Regions from separate parts of the Zea mays genome. Here region 1 is linked to region 2. A link is a contact called in public Hi-C data. All regions are on one chromosome and are shown on one strand. The core of a region is the stretch at or near the end of the contact, and the rest is flanking DNA. Distances in the headings are between cores, read along the strand shown.

What was found. Hi-C and Micro-C count contacts between places; a contact is called where the count stands out from the background.
Region 1: a contact with region 2 is called in a Hi-C map of tassel, with 2.3 times the contacts expected there. The contact joins the promoter of LOC100192866 here to the enhancer-like site in region 2. A contact is called at or near these places in 2 of 25 Hi-C or Micro-C datasets (ear and tassel).

What each region holds. Positions count from the first base shown.
Region 1 is chr4:152,139,742-152,147,103 of Zm-B73-REFERENCE-NAM-5.0, forward strand. LOC100192866 reads left to right here and starts at 5,687. Exons shown (of 11, transcript NM_001358594.1): 1 at 5,687-6,015. LOC103653834 (a long non-coding RNA gene) reads left to right here and starts at 3,936. Exons shown (of 2, transcript XR_565747.1): 1 at 3,936-5,080; 2 at 5,211-5,410.
Region 2 is chr4:151,557,167-151,564,527 of Zm-B73-REFERENCE-NAM-5.0, forward strand. No RefSeq gene overlaps it. Among protein-coding and RNA genes, the nearest start is that of LOC109939235, 67 kb to the left of the region's middle. Within about 2 kb of position 3,410, at least 20 of the 20 cell types and tissues checked have an H3K27ac peak or open chromatin away from gene starts, as enhancers often do. A contact at or near this core is called in ear and tassel, where this site is marked.

The sequences.
Region 1 (7,362 bases), core at 4,437-6,936, 580 kb after region 2:
GATCTAAGAATAACCTTGACCATTTCATGGTAATCCCATTTGGTACTCCCGAGGTTGCGCACTTGGTTGACCAAGGTCTTGAGCCGGTTGTACATTACTTGTGGCTCCTCTCCTTGGTTGAGGATGAATCGACCGAGCTCCCCCTCTATCGTCTCTCGTTTGGTGATCTTGGTCACCTCGTCCCCTTCGTGCGCCGTCTTTAGGATGTCCCAAATTTCTTTGGTCGTCTTTAACCCTTGCACCTTATTATACTCCTCTCGACACAAGGAGGCAAGGAGTATAGTTGTGGCTTGGGAGTTAAAGTGCCAAATTTGGTCGGCCTCGTCCGAATCGTAGTCCTTGTCCCCTACCTTTGGTATCTGCGCTCCATACTCAACAATATCCCATATGCTTTTGTGGAGTGAGGTTAGATGATGCCTCATTTTGTCACTCCACATACAATAGTCCTCACCATCAAAAAATGGTGGTTTGCCTAGGGGAACGGAAAGTAATGGAGTGTGTTTAGAAATGCGAGGATAGCGGAGGGGCATCTTACTGTACTTATTGCGCTCATGGCGCTTAGAAGTAACAGACGACGAGTCAGAGCCGGAGGTGGATGGTGACGAAGAGTCGGTCTCGTAGTAGACCACCTTATTCATCTTTTTCTTCTTGTCACCTCTCTGTTGTGACTTGATGGAGGAAGCGGATTCCTCCTTATGCTTGTGGCCGGACTCCCTCGAATGGGTTCTCCCCGAGCTTGCGGACTTGTCGCCGCTAGTCACGATCTCCCTCTTGGCATGATCTCCCGACATCACTTCGAGTGGTTAGACTCTAATGAAGTACCGGACTCTGATACCAATTGAAAGTCTCCTAGAGGGGGGTGGATAGGCGAAAACTGAGATTTACAAACTTTAAGCACACTACAAGCCGGGGTTAGTGTTAGAATAAAAACCGAGTCCGAATGAGAGGGAAAACAAATCAACCAAGAAATAAAGCGGATGAACATAGTGATTTGTTTTACCCAGGTTCGATTCTAAATAACCTAATCCCCGTTGAGGTGGTCACAAAGACCGGGTCTCTTTCAACCCTTTCCCTCTCTCAAACGGTCATCTAGACCGAGTGAGCTTTCTCCTTAATCAAACGGGTCACTTAGACCCTCACAAGGACCACCACACACTTGGTGGCTCTTGCTTTGATGACAAGTGTCTTGAGAACAAGAATGAGAAAGAAGAAAGCCAACCAAGCAAACAAGAGCACAAGGAAATACAAATGATCCTCTCACAAGTCTAATTGCGCTAGAGTTGATTTTGAGGCTTTGAGCGGATCGATCTCTTGAATTGTGTCTTTGGAGTGGTGTCTATTGCTCTTGTATTGAATGAGAAGTAGTGAATGCTTGGATGGTTGGAGTGGAGGTGGTTGTGGGGTATTTATAGCCCCCAACCACCAATTCAACCGTTGGGGGCAGGCTGCTGTCGATGCCACCCAATCGTTAGGGTTCTGACGGTTTCGACCGTTGGAGCTTTGTCTTCATGTGGCACCGGACAGTCCGGTGCCACACCGAACAGGCACTGTTCACTGTCCGGTGCGCCTTCTGTGGCTGCTCTGACTTCTGCGCGAACTGTCTGCACACTGTAGCATTGCAGCCGACCGTTGCGCTTCTGAAACCCGAATGTGAAGAGTTTGGAGTCGATCGCCCCTGGGGCACCGGACACTGTCTGGTGGTGCACCGGATAGTCCGGTGCGCCAGACCAGGGTTCTCTTCGGTTTCTTTTGCTCCTTTCTTTTGAACCCTAACTTTGATCTTTTTATTGGTTTGTTTTGAACCTTTAGCACCTGTAGAATATATAATCTAGAACAAACTAGTTAGTCCAATTATTTGCGTTGGGCATTCAACCACCAAAATTATTTATAGGAAAAGGCTTAAACCCTATTTCCCTTTCAGAGAGGGCGCGCTCAGGCTTGCGCCGACAGGCGGGGACGCCTGTCAGGCACAGGGGGCGCGCGGGCGCGGGCTCGCGCGCGTGGGCTGGGCTAAGTGGGCCGACCTAGGCTGAAATGGCATTTTCTATTTCTAGGGAATTTCTAATTGCTTTTCTATTTATTTTCTTTAGGGTTTTCAAGTCAAATTCAAATCAAGTTTCAAATTCAAACCAAATCAAATATATGCAACAATTCAAAGGATATTTAGACTCAATATGATGCAACATTCCATGACTCATAGGTTTTGGGCAAAATAAAATAAATAATCCTTCTCTAATACCACTAACTCTAATTAAAAGAAGAAGAGAGGGAGAAAACTAGAGAGAGAGTGAAGCTAGAGTGAGATAGAGAAGAGTAACACCTAAATTTGGATGATCATAAGAAAGAAATTTTATACCCCCAAATTCAGGGTGTTACAGGGGCAGTCCCAGGAGGGCGCTGCTGAGCATTCTTTAGAAGAAGCTTATGGCGTTTTTCTGCTTGGGTCAATGTGTGTATAGGTTGAGAATATCTCTGGAAATTGCTAGAGCGATACTGCTGATGCAATATCCTATCCTCTAGAAGCATGGTAGATAGAGTCTTTTCTATCTTGTCTGCTTCAGAGGCCTCTTTCTTGCAAAACTTCAATTTGGAACAAATACTATGAAGAGCATGATTATATTCTGCAACACATTTAAAATCTTGCAGTCGAAGGTGGTTCCACTCATGGTTGGCTGACGGCCATATGAGTTCCTTCTGCTGTTCATAGCACTCTTTAAGAGCTTTCCACAAGTTCTGAGGGCATCTCTCCATAAGGTACTCCTACTTAAGGTCCTTATGGATATAAAGCCTCAAAAGGAAAAGTGTTGTGTTCTTTTTCACTTCATTTGCTAGAGCAGTACCCGTGATAGGTGTTGCTATAGCATCAATGATCCCACAAGAAGCAAAAGTTATTTCAATATCTGAAGCCCAAGTTGGGTAGTTATGCCCATCAAGGGTGAGTGCCTCGAACTTTTTAGTTGACATGTTCCTACATTCATGACCATGTACATCCATTAATTTACGCATAAATTAATAGTCACAATGGTGATGTTGTAAGTTCAAATGCAAAAACCTTAAAATTACATGTGATATGAGTTGTCTGAAGGTTCCAAACCTTCTAATTGAATAAATACTTTGAATATTAGTGAGCATTGTATAGATAATCCTCAAATTAATAAGGTAGATCTCCTAGTAGTGGGCAAGAAACTTGCTGCCTAAAAGCACGGTCTCTGGGCTGATAAGTTCATGGATGAACAAACCGCAACCAATGCTTAGATCTCCACTACCCATGCTCGATTAATTATCAAAGTAATATTCAAGAACTTCATATCCTGTTATTTTGGATAGCACGTATAGGTATCCATCCCGAAATATGTAGACCTCATAGAGATAGGCATTTAAAATGCTGCCTGAAGCACGGTCTCTGGGCTACTAAACTCTATAAAGAATTTAGCACAGCCATTGCTTAGGACTCTATCTCCCTATGCCCTTAATCCAAAATAAGGTAATTTTATTTTGCATGAGTATTATTAAGTATGAACTTAATAAATGCTATATTTATATGCAAACATAAAAGAATGCGAAAATAATAGCAAGTAGAGATATGTGAATTATAAATGTAAATACAAAAATAATTCACAAACTAAAGTCTACTATATTCACAATAAAACAGACAGGTCTGTACAATATATGCAGTCTAAATAACGAATTTAGACGACTAAGATAAGTTTGAACTGAAATGACATATAAAACATAGTCTTATACTGAAATTTCAGAATTAAAATGATAAAACAGGCCATATTGGGCTCCTGAAAGTAACCCAGGCGGCCTGCCAGGCGGACCAGGCAGCGGCCTGGTGGCCTGCACGCCGGCCCAGCCTGGCTGGCCGGCCCAGGCGGCCCATCAGAAGCCAGCACACCCATTTTAAATGGGGGCGGTTAGGGTTTGCCAACCCTAATCGCCCTAGCCGCCGTCGCCACCAGGGAACACTCCCGAGCCGCCGCCAGGAAGCCATCCGCCGTTGACTGCCAGGGAGCCAGCGTGTGTGCCTGGCTGGAGTCCTCCGTGCACCCGCGCGCCTTGCCTGAGCCGCGGTGGTGCGCGGTCGTGGCCGAAGCACGCCTTCTGCTCCACGCCGGGGAGCAGCACCGCGCGCCTAGGCCGGCGTTGCCCACGTCGAGCACGCGACCCACGCAGGGAGCCGTGCATCCGCATGGCCGCCGAGTTCTCGCACCGCCGGCCAGTGCCCGCGTCCGGGTCACCACCGGCCAGTGCCCGCGTCCGGGTCGCCGCAACCTCGCACCGCCGGCCGGTACCCGCACCCTGGGCCGCCGCGGCCTCGCCAGGAGACCGCGCTGTGAGCTGTACTGCGCAGGGAGGCACGCCCGCCATAGGGCAGATCCGTGGCCGCTCTAGGGAGCTAGCGTGGCACTCGCTTGGCCCGAGTCGCGGTGCTGCTCGCTCTTGGCCGAGTCCCACCGTTTGCCCGCGCGATGGCCTCGCCCGCGCCTAGGCCGACCTTGATGTTCCAGGCGATCCCACTCCCCCACCCCCTCCCCCCAACCGGCCGTCGTGATGGCAACCGCCACTGGCCGGACAGAGGGCCATTAGGCCCTCCCATTGGGGTAGGAAGATAGGGCCACCCCGTTTGGGCGGTGGCCAGTGAAGATGACGCGTCCTCGTGGAGCGTCGACGACGCGAGGGGGCTGTCCACGACGGGAAGCGATGGTTCCAACAAGCACCGATGCCGGCGGCAAAGGGGAACGACGTTCAACTGCCCCTGCAGTGGGTGGAGGCGGCGGTGGTGCCGCCAAATCGACTTTCATGGGGGCAGATGCAGACGACCCCGCGTCAACCACCAGCACCGGTGGTGACGGGGATGCAGTGGGGAGGCCGCACTCCACCACCGGCAGTGGGACGACCGCTGCCCACCCATGCAGCACGCAGAAGTGCACGTTTTGCACTTGCACGCGGCGTTTAGGGATCTCGTGCACAGTGCACTGGTGGAAGCGCTGCGGCTTGCCCAGTGGCGAACGCCTCCAACATCGCATCATCAACAGTGTGTAGAACTTCGTGCATACGACGTATGCGCATGGAAATGGTATGCTCCATACCTTGCTGTTGATTTGCAGATTGCTGTTATTGTTCTTGTCAAGAACAACAAGTGTTCTTCCTTCTTCCTCTGATTTCCCTTTGAGACAATGCTGATAACGTGTTGAACTATTTTGCAGTGCTCAGTGGTAAAGGGAGAAAGGACAGAGACAAATGACAGTAACAGTTGCTTTATTGTAGAGAGTTTGTGAATATATACAACTGTAAGGGTACTACCCAAGGGGTGTGTCCCTTGGGGTTGAATTGATCACAACAATATTTTGTAACACTTCTATCCTTTTCAAGGGCCGTGTCAAAGATTTTGGGATTCTGATAAAAATATCTGTACACTATCCAAACAGGCATGCAAAATAGTGAGGCAAACTCTTAAAATCTTTAATTCCTTTTCATGCCATATAATCCAGATTTCAGAATCTTTAGTAATACAAATCGAAATAGGACCCCAACCCAGGTTTGATGGAGACTTATCATCGGTAATCCGAGGATCGGGACATTATTGACAATCCCTCGTTCGAAAACAACTGATAATTTCTTTTGATTCTCGTGTTTCCATGCTGGAAACTTGAGACCGTTAAAGGTACAGTGAACCCAAACCGAATGACAGCCATCACCCTATCACCATACGAACAGCGGCAAAATGGGGGAAAGGCGGAGCGGGAGGGCCCCAAATCGGAATTACGGATGAACACCTAGACCTCAATAGACCACGACGGATCCATCGTATCCCCGAATTAAAACGCCTTCCGCCCTCGATTTAACTTCGACCACCACTTCCAGGTGGGCCAGACCACTTCTTTCTCCCTTTAAAGTCCCCAGCGTACACGCGAAACCAACAAGCAACAGGAAAGGGCCGCGGCGAGCAGCAGCGGGGGCGGAGTGTGCTGTGGAGCGGCCCGCGTGCGGCGAGGGTCGTCCCTACAAGCCGTAAGCCCCCTCCCTCCCTCACTCACTCCCGAACCTTGTAGAATGCACTAGAACCCCACTGCGGCCTTGCTTTGTTTGGGGGCGGAGGTTGATCTCGTGCGCTTTGCTCCGCCATGGTGTCCCGCGGTTGTTTAGCTAAGTGTAGGTATCTCCGGCTCGTTTCTGTTTTTTTTTTGTTTTTTTTTTGGGGGGGGGGGGGGGGGGGGGGGGGGGCTGCATCGGTGTTGAGAGGTCATGCTGTTTTGTAATTTCTCCGATTTCAGTTTTGGTGCTCGTGTTGTGTGTTCACCCGTTGGTCGTTTGACTCGTCATTGGAGGGTTTGGGTGTGGATTCTCTTATTAGAAGGCACCCACACCAGAGCAGGTACCTTATAGTGTTTTCCCCCGTTTTTGGGTGACTTGTAAACATTTTGCTGCCCAAGGACTCTGAGTCTGGGTGGTCATGCTGTTTTGTAATTTCTCTGATTTTAGTTTCCAGCCTGCGCTCGATTTCAGTTTTGGTGCTCGTGTTGTGTGTTCACCCGTGGTCGTTTGATTCGACATTGGAGGGTTTGGGTGTGGATTCTCTTATTAGAAGGCACCCGCACCGGAGCAGGTAGCTTATAGTGTTTTCCCCCGTTTTTGGGTAACTTGTAAACATTTTGCTGCCCAGGATACTGAGTCTGGGCAATGCCGTTTCTGTCTGCTTTACTACGGCCCTTGTGCTCAACTCGCGATTTCCTTGGTTGAACTCTTGATCGATCATTTGATTTTTCACAGTTTATTTTTTCATTTATGTTAACATGTTGGGCCCTAATTTTGTAAGATGCGTGAAGATGTGGTTGCTGTCATTTGTTGGTTATTTGCGTACTCTATCATGACATGCTACTATGCTAGTATTTCTGACGCTTGGATTCCTCTCTTATTCGACTCTTCCGGCCGATGTATTTTGTAGTTTGGGTATGGTAGGGCTGCAACATTGCTTGCACATCTGCATTGGAGTGTGATGATCATCTGTCCACTAGGAGTTTATTGCTCATCTACCTGTGCTTGAACCATGCAGAGACAAACTGACAGAGTGATGTCCAATTTTGCCATGTTGCTTGGATTCTTTCCTCTCTTTTCAATTTTTTACATGTGGGGTTATTTTAACATTTTGGTTGTCGGTCATGTTACTTAGTTCAGGAGGCAACTCTATGTTCCCTTTCCTGGTCCTGATCATTCTATGCCAATTTTGACAGTATTTATGTCCGTAGATAACGTTTTCATTAATGTGTGATTAGTTGATGAATGTGTTTGAGAGGAATCCTTATCATGCTTTTGCTGTGATCCTTCATGCTTATCTGTGATGACTTCTAATAGCATATA
Region 2 (7,361 bases), core at 2,160-4,659:
CAAAGGATTTGAGTGAATCTTAATTCGCACAAAACTGTCAATTCAAGGCATAGTCCATTGTTCAGTTGTGAATAAGTGAAACTCTCATTCTAGATGGATGTTCAACTTAACAGTCTCCATCGAAACACTGGTATATCAAAGGATTGTGATTCTGATACTTCACCATTACAAACCCTAGAGTTTGGTGGGGATTGTTGGATCTTTTATGGGCTTGGCCCATTTATTGAATAAACTCTATGGTGTGTAATGGTGGAGAATACCAATAGTACCACATTGGAAGTCCAAGGGTCTTTTGCCTTGACTTATATGGTGGGATTTATTCCACTTAACTTGAGAAGTCAAGAAATGGACAAGGGCGTGCCACACGCGCGCGCGCGCGCCGCCGCCGCCGCCGGTCGGGCCGGGCGTGGCGTGGCGTGGCGTGGCGAGGCGAGGCGAGGCGAGGCAGGCAGGCGAGCGGGCGTGGTGTGGTTGTGTTAATTTTTAGCACTCACTAACCGCGTCAGCCGAGTGACCCTGTCTCTTCGTCTGCCGAGTGACTCTGTCTCTCCGTCAGCCAGCCGAGTGACCCTTCTCCTTCTCTGCCGACTTATGGCGTGACTCGGCAAGAGCTGGCCGACTCATGACATAACTCGGCTAGAGCTGGCCGACTCTTGGCGTGACTCGGCGACCTTTCTCCTTCAGCTTCCCTCTGCGAGAGGTTAAATAGAGGAGCACCCCTGTCACTCGGTACACGCGAGAACACACTTTCAGAACACAGTCCAGCGCCGAGTGAGGGTATTTCCATCTCGTGACTCTGCGCGCACAGAGAAGCGAGAGGGCAGGTGCCTCCGGAGCCCTTGCCGTTCGAGACCTTGCACGGGGGATCGGCAATTAGGTTTTTGGGGAGCGTCTTCGCGACTGCCCAACATCTGTCTTCATCGCTGGTTCTTGGCGTCTTCAACTCGATCGGATGACAAGAGAAGTTGGGCAAGGATCAGGATCCTCGGAACGCATGAGAGGGTATGATCAATTCAGTTCATTACAGTTTTATATTCTGCATATTATATATGTCGTATGTAGCTTTGCTCTATCGTATTATAATATGTTATATCTGTTTGTCTTAATTTTACAGTCATCCTGTTTATATTGTTATCTGTTTATTTCCAGTTGTTCCGCAATAAACCATGAACCATGCTTATATACTTATTTTATTTATATGATTTACATGCTTCATATGCTTGCTGTTCTCATGATCCATATTGTTATGGATATTTTTGAGATCACGATTTCTATGGTTAATTATTTATTATATGTCATCATCATAATGTTAATTTATGGAATTAAAATGGTACGGAAAATGCCTATAATTCTAACAGTAACACCCACCGATAAACACACCGATCACAGGCACGAAGTTGGTAGCAAACAATTTACTCCACCATAGTAGGAGCTGGGCCCGCTCGACATACAAACATGCATACTATATAGTTTAATCGTGGCATCCTGATCCAACCCTCCGGATTACGCAATGCGCAATCATGAACGTACAAGTAGTGCGCGCAGCCACCACAAACACGCAATGATTACATGCGCTAAGCCTGCCGCTCTGCATTGTTTAGCACGTACTAATTAGATTATACATTACGCCATAACGATCTTATCTGGAAGCTAGCAGGTGCAGGGTTTCTGTCTCCTCGCAGTCGCAGCCTCATCGTTAGTTAATCCCAGACCAGATGATGTCACCGACAGACAGGGAGATGAGCCGGCCCGAACGAACAATAGGATATCTTTGATTTGGCCTCGCAAGTACGCATCCGGAGGAGGAGGCGTATTTGTAATTTGTTTTTTTGTTTTAGTCCGGAGGTGCTCTGGAGTCTGGTCTTTTGATTGGAGATCGAGGCGCTCTGTCTGATTCTGATCTGACGAAGCGATCCTCTTTTCTTTTTTAATGTGTTTTTGTTCAAGTCAACACTAGTGGTTGGCGGAAGGCCATGTGAGCGCGTCGCCATGGGGGCCGTTCTCGTGCGTGCAGTGCAGTGCAGGCTCGCAACGCAAGGTCATGCGTTGCGACAAGGTGGATCGGAGATGCATGGAGGTACCGTAGAAACACGGCGCGGAGCAGGGATATACACCTTGACAACCGGCGCATAGGCGCGAGTTGCGGGCCTCTTTCGGCTTCACCGCGGTGGCGGCCGCCGGCCGGCCAGCTTGCCGCGTTTCGCGCCGGCGCCGCCCTCCACCTCAGCCTGGCACGCTCACGTACCGCGCTGCGAGCGAGCGAGCCTCGTCGCTCGCTACGCCGGCTGCCTGCTCGCCGCACCGCCCTCTGTGTGCAGGCCGCGCACGCTCGCCTCGTCGCCCTCCTCGCCACCATCCGCACCTCCCTGCCGTACACGCTCGCTGTGATGTGAGCTCGCTGCATCGCTGGTCGTGCCGGCAGGGAGATCCCGCGCCGCCCTCCGCCGCGTTTGCGCTAGAGAAAAATACTTATTATTGTAATCTGAACCCTGTAACTCGTTCCCCTTCTTCCTACTCAAGGCAACTCCCTGAGTGCCAGTTCCCTAGCATCAGTGGTGTGCTAACACTCCGCCGCGTTTGCGCCCGCTCCCCGACCGGTCGCGAGCTCACCACGCCCGCTCGGCGCTCGTCGCTACGCCCTATGCCCTGGTCGTGCACACACTCCCGGCGTTCGCCGAGAGCTCGCCGGCGCCGCGCAGCCCTCTGTGCAAGCTCGCCACGTCGCTCTCCTCTCCGGCCGCTAGCAGAGCCGGAAAGAACGTTAGACGATAGTAGTATGGCACTGTTTGTTTTAGATTATAATCTCTCCAGATTATGGGCCTGTTTGGTTTGTGGCTAAATGTGCCACACTTTATCTAAAGTTAGTCGTTCGAATTGAATAACTAACCTTAGGCAGAAAAGTTAGGCAAAATGTGGCAACTGAGGTAGTGAACCAAACATGCCTTATATAATACAGTACAAATAATCAATAGTTAAACGAACATATAGATTATGGATTTAGATTATATAATCTAAACTCCAGATTATGATAATCTCATAATCTTCTCAAGACTAGTTTATTTGAGATTATTTTGACAAAAGATCCACTATTCATGGTAATGGAAATAGAAATTACAATATATGCTATCATTCTTTTCTTACCTCAAATAAACAATAATAATATTGTTGTCTTTGTGAATAATCTACATTTGTATAATCTAAACTATCAAATAACTACATATAGAGATTATAATATATCTAAATTATATAATTTAGATTATAATCCAGATTATATAATCTATAAGCTGAAACAAACCGACCCTATGTGTCATGCTTTTCTCCGTTCGCCGGAAGTACAGCACCGGGACGCGTCACGTGTGTGCGCGCTGAACAGCTGATGCCTAGTTCTTCAGGATTTAGGGCAGGAGGCATCAACAGGCAGTGAGCAACTGGAAGGAGCCATTCAGTTCAGGCTTGAGTGCGTATGGGGCTCTGGGCCATGCGAATTCTTAGCGGGCTTCACTTGCAGATGGCATAAATCCCGACGGCCCAGGGAAAGCTTCCCACGGCCCGCTTGACTGCAAGGCCTTGTCCAACAATGGTGACCGACGGTGTCCAACAAGCGAGAAGGATTATGGGCGTGTAAGTGCAAGCAGGGATGGCAATGAATGTCATTTATCCGCGTACCCGTGGATAAAAAACCCGTTGGGCATGATTTTGGGTACAAGTCTGTATCCATGAATATGGATACGGGTAGCACTTGATATCCGTGGATATTTTTAAAACGAATACAAAAAATCAATATCCATACTCAATTACCCGAATATCCGTCAAAATTACACCAGTCCCGCAGGCCCACGGGCCATAGCCCACAAGGCCACAAGCGTTCTCCAATCTCCAGGCTTCCAGCAATCCAGCGAAGCCCTCGCTCCGCCAGTCCATTCTCCGGTCTCATTCTCTTCTCCTCTGTCCTCTCCCACTCGCCCACTCCTACCGCCGTCGCCCACTCCTACCGCCGCCGCACACTCCATCTCACCTCTCCCAGACTCCCGCAGCCACTGCCCCCTATCGGTCCGGGTCCCTGGCTCCTGCGCGGCTCCCGGGCACAGAGCGCAGATCTCCAGCTCGTCCTCAGTCCCTGCATCGTTGACTCCCTGCGCAGCTCATCCTCAGTCCCTGGCTCCCTGCATCGCTGACTCCCCGCGCGCCTGCGCTCTGTGCCCAGTTGCAGCGCTCCTGCGGCCTGCTCCCCTCAGTCCCTGCGCGTGCTACCTTCCCTCGGTCCCCGGCTCCTGCGCGGCTGTCCTGGTGTAAAGTACAGGTTATTCTAGATGCAACGACTTGTTGATTGTTTTTCTCACCCAAATGCAATTACAGATTATTTCAGATTCAACGACTTGTTGATTGTTACTTTTATTAATTCAATGCGTTACCGCTGCCATGGAAACCCCTAGTGGTGGCACTCAACAAGATCATATTTAAATTTGCTGGACAAATATGATATCATATTTGAATTTGCTGGATTTAAATATTTTGTATGTCTAGTGGGCAAACAGATATATCCGCGGATATACGTTACTCGCGGGTAACGGATGTGGATACTGTTTGTTATCTATGGCGGGTAACGGGTAGGGTTCGAATATTAGATATAAGTCGTGGATATGGATGTCCAGAGACAATATGCGCGGATATTTTACCCGTTGCCATCCCTAAGTGCAAGATCATCAACCAAGCCCCACAACAACAGGACGGTAGCGCTGGTTGCTGCTCGCGGCTCGCCCCACAACTAGTTTGTGGGTTTTCACCGACACGCAACACACCGGACAACGGCCTTACGGTATTTCGATTTTTATAGAGGTACCTCAGCATATACAGATAAGATATCGCCTCCATCACCACTTGCATCGCAGACCCACATGAAAAAGATTGATCAAACCTCACGTGTACGTACGTGTTTATTTTGGACAACCGATTGAATGACATGCACACAATGCAACCAAATACCGCAGTGTTGTACTATATGTATTACTATATCCGTGTGATTGGTTGCTGTACAGCGGTAGGCCGGTAGCCTGGCTCGTATTTGAGCAGTTTGGCTCTTTGTGCATAGGTTTTTGTTTGGTTGTTTGTATTGGTATATTCAGATCAAATACAACTAGTGTTTGGTTGTTTGTGTCAGACGTGTACTAGAGAAGACCATATAAATAAATGTTCAAAGATTATACACCATGTATGGTCTAATTTTATTCGTAAAAATATCAGAAACATAAATATGAAATCGGTTCGATGATTAAATCTTTTAATTAAAAGGTATAAGAAAAACATACTAAAAAAGCATCTCGAAATTCGTGCATCTCCATTTGGGCAACTAATCAACTATGACGACAGGCGCGGCCTGCATGCGTGCTCTGATTTACATCACATTGATCTACATGCGTAGAGCTTGTTACCGAACACACAGTGCTTTAATGATCCGCAGGTGCAGCTGTACCCGCGGAGCAGTTAACCAATCACGCGCTAAGACGCTATGCGTTTGAATCATATCGACACTATTTAAAGTGGTTTTTTATTTTAATTTCTTTTTAAAAATAACATTATGGATTTTTAAACTAATCCAGTTAATCACGCTAATAACACTAGAGTTTTTTATATGTTATTAAATTATTAATAAGTTGGTGTTATCAACCTATTTAGGACCATAAATGATGTCTTTTCTTTTAGTGATAGATGATCCTAATAAGTTTGATGTAACATACATGTTTTTTAATGACTTGTAGAGAGAGACGACCATACAAGCATTTCGTGCGGTGGGTTTCACCTCCTCCAATCTTTTGCTAATGACGAATAAGGAGAAGACAAAGCCATCAATGAACGCATTGAGAATCCTTCTTCCACATGGTTGCAGAGATGCAATTGTTTTTGCACCTAGGAGTTCGTTTGGATTTGAGTGTGGTAACAAGAACAAAGTGAGTATAGCATGGTTTCCCTTTATCCTTGTATTTGCTTGCCTGGAATCAACAATATGTGCCTGTTTATAACACGAATATTATAAGTGTTATTTTAGTGAGTGGATGTACAAACCTAAGTCCCATTAGCCTTGACCCTTATATTTGCCTACCTAGAATTAATAATATGTCCTTGTTTGCAACATAGATATTAGAAGTGTTATTTCAGTGAGTGGGTGTATGGACCTAAGTCCCATTGACTGGATCAAAACAAAGGATATCATAGCCCTGTAGTCCTCTACAAGTGTGGCGTTGAAATCCACTATGGCCTAGTTCCTTTAGAGCCCATAATAAGCTATTAGTGTGGCCATATAGTTGATTGCAATGAGGTTGTTGGGACAATTTTAAAGAACTTTAAATTGAACCTTTGGCATGCAATAACTATTTCTTATAATAGAGCACTAAAAATATGACCGGGAGGATTTCAATTTTTTCTAAACAACCCCAAGTGCGTAAATAAGAAAGTGAAGCCTTTTATTCTCACATTCCTTGAATTGTGTTATATCTTCATTATTTGTAGGTCGCATGACACACATTCAAAATTGCCTCACCCCACCGTTCGTTGGAAATGTTCCAGTGTATCTAACAAAACATTAGTCAAATCAATTATAGTGTACTTTGTTTTGGTTACCCCATTTGACCGAGATGAATAGAGAAGAGTCCTCTCATGATTTATACAACGTTTCTTGAAAAATAAAGAGAAAATACTTAAGAAGTACTCACCACCATGATCCAACCTTTCACGTTTGATCTTTCTTTCAGGTGGGTTTTCTACTTGAACCTTGTAGACTTTAAAGACTTCAATAAATAGATGTAACAAAATCTAGTGCAATGGTCTACTGAGGTCATAAAATGTTTTTACCACCTTTTATCAACACTACATTCATTTTACATATTAGAATAAACTATTTCCAATTGTGCAAGTTTCTCACCTCTACAACTTTGTGAGGCTTGCGAGTTTATTTTGTTCAAAACATACATGGGTAACCCGCATATTGGTTAATTTTGGATCTCCAACATGTAACCCGCGAGTGAGGTTTAATATCCAAATCCATGACCACATTACCTTGGGTCGGATACAGGTCTAACCCATGGGTGAAAAACATATCCATATCCTAATCTGTCGGGTCAAAAACACATACATGGGCTAGTTCTTTGCCTCTTCTACACAGTGAACCGCTCATAACCGTATACAACTCCTGAGTTGGGTCACCCGAGTGACCACCACACTCCAATCACTACCAAGCCATCTAGGTGATCATGATCACCAAGAGTAACATGTACTAGAATCTCACTTGACCAAGGCAAACCTAATGTGGGTGGTGGATGCACATAAGTCTCTCTCTATGCACTAATAGCCTAACACTTCTCTAATTT